2 separate regions of the Zea mays genome follow, and region 1 is linked to region 2. Evidence: chromatin contacts called from public Hi-C data. All regions are on one chromosome and are shown on one strand. The core of a region is the stretch at or near the end of the contact, and the rest is flanking DNA. Distances in the headings are between cores, read along the strand shown. Region 1 has its middle 29 kb from the start of LOC118476139. Region 2 holds the start of LOC103645359.

Region 1 (2,700 bases), core at 164-2,663, 310 kb before region 2:
GAGCAACTATACTTTTAAATTTATTATTTATATTGGTTCTGTATAGAATAGAGTGGCTTAATTAAAAAAAGAAAAATATGTTTAAACGGTAATATCTCGGATATATGGAGCCGCTGCTGCTTTGCAATGGAGCCGCTCCATCCCAGCTAACTAGCTCCGCAACCGAACACTAGAGCTTTAGGCGTGGTGTGATTGGCTCAGATATTCGCTATGGCTATTTCTTCATTAACTCGTGAATCACAGCTCTCTCTCTGGCTTTTTTTTTCCCCATAGGGGATTGATTGTAGTTTGCGTACTACTGGCAAAGGAGGCGTCTTAATAGCTAGCTAGGTTCCAGCACCAGCATTTAGGTTTCAGCTACCAATGCAACTGCCAACGGAATTCGCAAACAGATGATAGCTGGCGATTTGGACTGGCTATAGCTCCAAGAGAGAGACTCAAACAACAAATTTAAGCTGTCCTCCTCGATCTACTGGTTACTACTCATCCAATAATTTGATCATCATCGTCATACAGGTCCTAGGTTCGACAGGAGACCACGTACGTACGGGAGAAATTAACACGCATTATGCTTTGATATGACAGACTCAAGATTCCATATCATCCAAGAAATTCCTGCAACGTATCGGACCTCTCCAAGGACCGGGAAAAAAAGGGTCATATGGTTTTTTCTTTTAATTCAAGGAACAGTGTATGTTAAAAGCTCATGAACGGAGAGAGTATTTAACTGATGCATATATGGCAATACAGTACGCGACTACTGGGTTAACAGAGTACCTCAAGGATTATAGATGCAGCAATAGTTGATGGGTCGGGTGCAATAATGCGACCATATATAATATATATAGTGGTTAATTGTTGTTGTTGTTTCAGACATGGATTGGAGCTCTCAAGCAGAGGTTGCTGTTGCAATAACTTGCAAGTAGCTGCTAGCTAGCAACATGCTTTGTATGTAGATCCATGGAGGTCACTCATCACACCCCGTGCAATGGGGCCCTTGCTGTCGTCGTCTTCATTTTAATTAGATCTCTCGGCTCAAGTCGTGAAGAAACCGCAACGACCATGGCTCCTACGTAGCACGTACGGTTGATGTGTGGAAAATTGAAGATTAGTATGCAAAGCACTGGCTCGGGTGTGCCGAGTTGAAGGGGTGGCAGTGCTTGCGTTGGAAGAGGAGAAGAACGGGCCGCTGCTCGGCGCGCGTGGCATGCACATGTCGATCGCATGGCTTTGTCACGTCGTCGTCGCGCCTTTATAGCGGCCGCAGTTGTTGGATGTGTGGTTTGCAGCTACTTGAGGGTCGGTCGAATCACAGAGATCAACATGCATGGCGGCACCATATGGAGTACTGCTGCTACTGGTGCGTACGTGCGTGCTTGCATCATAACTGCACGACACCAACCTGTTGACAATGACAATCCCATCTCTCAGCTAATCCTGCGGCAGATATATTCTCCTAACTGTACGTACGTAGTGCTCGCACTGTGTCTTCGCGCCAGCTGGTCGACTTGAGTCACCGAGCGTCCGAGCGCTGTTGATGCATGAACCGAATCCGACTATTTGCCGACTATTTTTTGTCGGTTACTCGGCAAAGACGGCTTTATCGAGTGCCACCCTCAGCAAATAAAGACTCTCGATACCGGTAATACCCGCAACTTTTACCTTTACCGAGGTTAGCATACTTGGCATAGCCAGACACTTGGCAAACACTTATTTGCCGAATGTTAAACACTCGGCGAAGTGTGACGCTCGGCAAAGAACCGTCAGCAACCGTTTATAGCTGATGGTCGTTACCTTTGCCGAGCGCAAGACGCTGACACTCGACAGAGATGGTACGTTGCCGAGTGTTGGGCCGGGCGAGTGCTTTATTTGACACTCGGCAAAGTTTATTTTCATTTTTTTCTTTTTCCAACCAAACTTTTTGTGGTTTGTTCCTACACTATGTTGACCTACATGTTCCATTTTTGGAACAATTATAAAAGTGTTTGCTATAAATATTAGATTTTGTTCGTTTAATTGTATTTCCTCGAATAATTCATATTTTCCAAGTTTCAAGTGACTTGCAGTTCAAATGTGAATTTTTTCAAAGAAATTCAAATAAACGAACTAAATCTAATAGTTATAGAAAACACTTTTATAATTGTCATAAAATGGTACATGTAGGTCTACATAGTGTAGAAACATACCGCAAAAAGTTTGGTTGGCAAAATAAAAATAAAAATATACTTTGCCGAGTGTCCAACGGGGGCACTCGGCAAAGCTTGCTCTGTCGAGTGTCAAACGGGGGGCACTCAGCGAAGAAAATTCTTTGCGGAGTGCCAGAACTCGGTTCTCGGCAAAGGTAACGGCCGTCAGCTTTAGACGGCGGCTGACGACCCTTTGTCGAGAGCCGCCCTTCACCGAGTGTATTCCTGTATCGAGAGTCCTGCTCTCGGCAAACGCCATCGTTACCGAGAGCAGGACTTTGCTGAGTTCTGAGACCACTGCTTCTTTGCCGAGTGTCCAACAGGGGCACTCGACAAAGCTTGCTCTGTCGAGTGTCAAACGGGGGGCACTCGGCAAAGAAAATTCTTTGCGGACTGCCAGAACTCGGCTCTCGACAAAGGTAACAACCGTCAGCTTTAGACGGCGGCTGACGACCCTTTGCCGAGAGCCGCCCTTCGTCGAGTGTATTCCTGTGTCGAGAGTCCTGCTCTCGGC
Region 2 (2,700 bases), core at 113-2,612:
CCCCAAAAGCCATCCGACTCAGCCCCTCCTCCGGCTTCCGTTCAACGACGGCCAGCATCTCGTCCATCTTAATTAAACCCGACCCATCAGACCATGTCATCACCACACAGACAGGCTGTTCCTAATTTTTGGGTACCAGTGCGAAATCCGATATGAAAGTCCATACACACACAAATATATATAATTATACATGTAGTATCGAATATTTAATATATAAAAATTATTATGCAATGTTTTGATGTTAGAAGATAACAAATGTAAAATATAGCGAAAACACTTACTTGTTATCTGATATCATTAAAAATATTTATTAACATTTTGTGATACAAAGTCATCGCTTATATTATTGAGATCAATCTCATCCAACAACTTTTTTCGATATATAGAATCGACAAGCTATTTAACCTCTATTGAGTTATTGTTGACCATAAATAATTCACAAAAATATTTCAATTTAAAAAAGCTTCTCTCTATCGATGCAACCATCATATGTATAGTAAATAAAACTCTCTCTATATCAAAATAGAATTTGTTTTACTTCTTTAGTGGATTCATCGTTATACAGTTGAATATAAACATAAAAATCAAAAACTAAAAAATACTATTTTGAAACGGATTAAGTATTCGATAAGTAATTGAGACATTAGTTTAACAATTTAAACGAAACTGGTCGATAGTGTAGGGCTCTTTGCGTATTTGTGCTTAGAATAAATATGTTTAACAAGAAAAATTGCTAGTGTCCAATGATCAAGAGACCCTCTGTTTTTTTAGGCGCCTGCGGTCGCACCCTCCGCTACGGCCCTGCACACAGCCCGCTCGCTGTACAAGCCGCATTTTCAAAGCGCACACCGTCTGTCGCGACAGCCGGCAGGCGACAGCCCTGCCCTCTATCTCTGTCTCTTTAATTAAACGCGTTCCGTGGTTGACACGAACTGTTCGATTGCAAGTTTGCAACGTTCTATAAAAAGCAATACGAGATCTCACATCAGCGGACGACATACACGTTACGTGCGTATACACGCGCGCGGCGCGCCGCCGGAAGATTCAGTCGCGAAAAGATTCTCTGGTCTACTAGCTGTTATCAAGATGACGAGACCATTTCGTCCTTATATATATACCTCTAATAATATACACATTTTGCCTTATCCAATACTAATATAAGATTGCCGGGACGTGATCACATTCTGACCGACGCACGTTGAACGACGGCCGGCGGGCGTCGCTTCTCTCGTTTTGATTCTCGAGAAACTGCTACATCTTGTTTTTCTAATCTACATCCACAACGACCGACTAGTCTTCTCCGCGAGAGATCCGGGGGCCGTAACCGCCGCCCTGTTGGTCGGTCTCGTGACGGCTGAGCCATGGCCGCGGTGCTCAGCGCGTTCGTGCCGGACACCGCGGTCCGGTGGCGCGGGCTGGTGACGGGGGAGGTGGCGCGGCGGATGGGCGTCGCGACGGAGGCGAAGGCGCTGCTGGCGAGGCTGGAGCGGGTGGGCGCCGCGGTGCGGGACGCCGAGGCGCGGGCCGCGTGCGGGGACGACGGCGCGGCGCGGTGGCTGGCCAATGTGCGGGCTGCCGCCTACGAGGCGGACGGGGCCGTCGACCGGTGCAGGGTCGCCGCACGCCGGCGCAGGGCCCACGACCAACAGAAGCAGGTACGATCACCGGTTCTGCAGGATCTGTTGTTGTTGCAGGTTCGTCCATTGACTCGGCTCCTTTCTTTCTTCCTGCTCAGCAGGCGCCTCTTCCTAGGCTGCTATCCTCCTGCTGCGACACGGACACGGACACGGACGTGTCCTCCTGTGTCGACATCGCGGCTCACATCAACAGCCTGAACCGGAAGCTGCAGGTCATCCTCAAGGAGAAGCGTCGGCTTCAGCTCCGCTCTTCCCTCGGCGGCGACCATCACCCAGCGCCTGACCGCGCGGCACATAGGCTCCGCAAACCTCAGAGGACCCGGGCCGCGGGCGCCGGCATCGTTGGCTCAAGGATCGAGGACGACGCGGCCGCGCTCGTCGGGCTGCTGACGGAGATGGACGGCGAGGAAACCGGCTGCACGATCGTCGCCATTGTCGGCCCCGACGGGATCGGCAAGACCACGCTCGCCAGGAAGGTGTACGGCAGCGAGAGGATACGGCTCGGCTTCGGGGCGGCGAGGTCGTGGCTGCGCGTTCCCAGGGAGTACAGCGAGGCCGGCCTGCTCTCCCAGGTCGTCGACTCGTTCGGCGGCGGCGACACGACGGGCGGCGAGAGCTTCGCCGACCTCGAGAAGGCGCTGGCCAGGCTGGTGGAGGGGAAGAGGTGTTTGCTCGTGCTGGACGACGCGCGGTACGGCGGGGTGTGGGAGGGCGTGCTGAGGAGGCCGCTCCAGCGCGCTGGGCGCGGCAGCAAGGTGGTGGTCACGGCGCGGCACGGCAGCATTGCTCGGGAGATGGGCGCCCGCCACGTCCACCGCATCAAGAGGCTGGACAGCGACGGTGCCTGGCTGCTGCTTCGCGCGGCGGCCTCTGTAGCTGACGAGGCTACAGCCGCTGAGCTGAAGGGCGTGGGCCACGGGATAGCCGATAAGTGCGGCGGTGTGCCGTTGGCGATCAAGGCTGTTGCCGGCGTCCTGACCACACGGGACGCGAGCGCCCAGGAGTGGGGCGAGGTGCTCGCCAGCCCGGCGTGGCTGGTGAAGGGGCTCGCGGAGGACGCCAT

What was found. Hi-C and Micro-C count contacts between places; a contact is called where the count stands out from the background.
Region 1: a Hi-C map of ear shows a contact between it and region 2, with 2.6 times the contacts expected there. The contact joins the enhancer-like site here to the promoter of LOC103645359 in region 2. A contact is called at or near these places in 2 of 25 Hi-C or Micro-C datasets (ear and tassel).

Annotation. Positions count from the first base shown.
Region 1 is chr1:238,536,949-238,539,648 of Zm-B73-REFERENCE-NAM-5.0, reverse strand. No RefSeq gene overlaps it. Among protein-coding and RNA genes, the nearest start is that of LOC118476139, 29 kb to the right of the region's middle. Within about 2 kb of position 1,413, at least 12 of the 20 cell types and tissues checked have an H3K27ac peak or open chromatin away from gene starts, as enhancers often do. A contact at or near this core is called in ear and tassel, where this site is marked.
Region 2 is chr1:238,230,920-238,233,619 of Zm-B73-REFERENCE-NAM-5.0, reverse strand. LOC103645359 reads left to right here and starts at 1,362. Exons shown (of 3, transcript XM_023300942.1): 1 at 1,362-1,655; 2 at 1,736-2,700. The coding sequence starts at 1,362.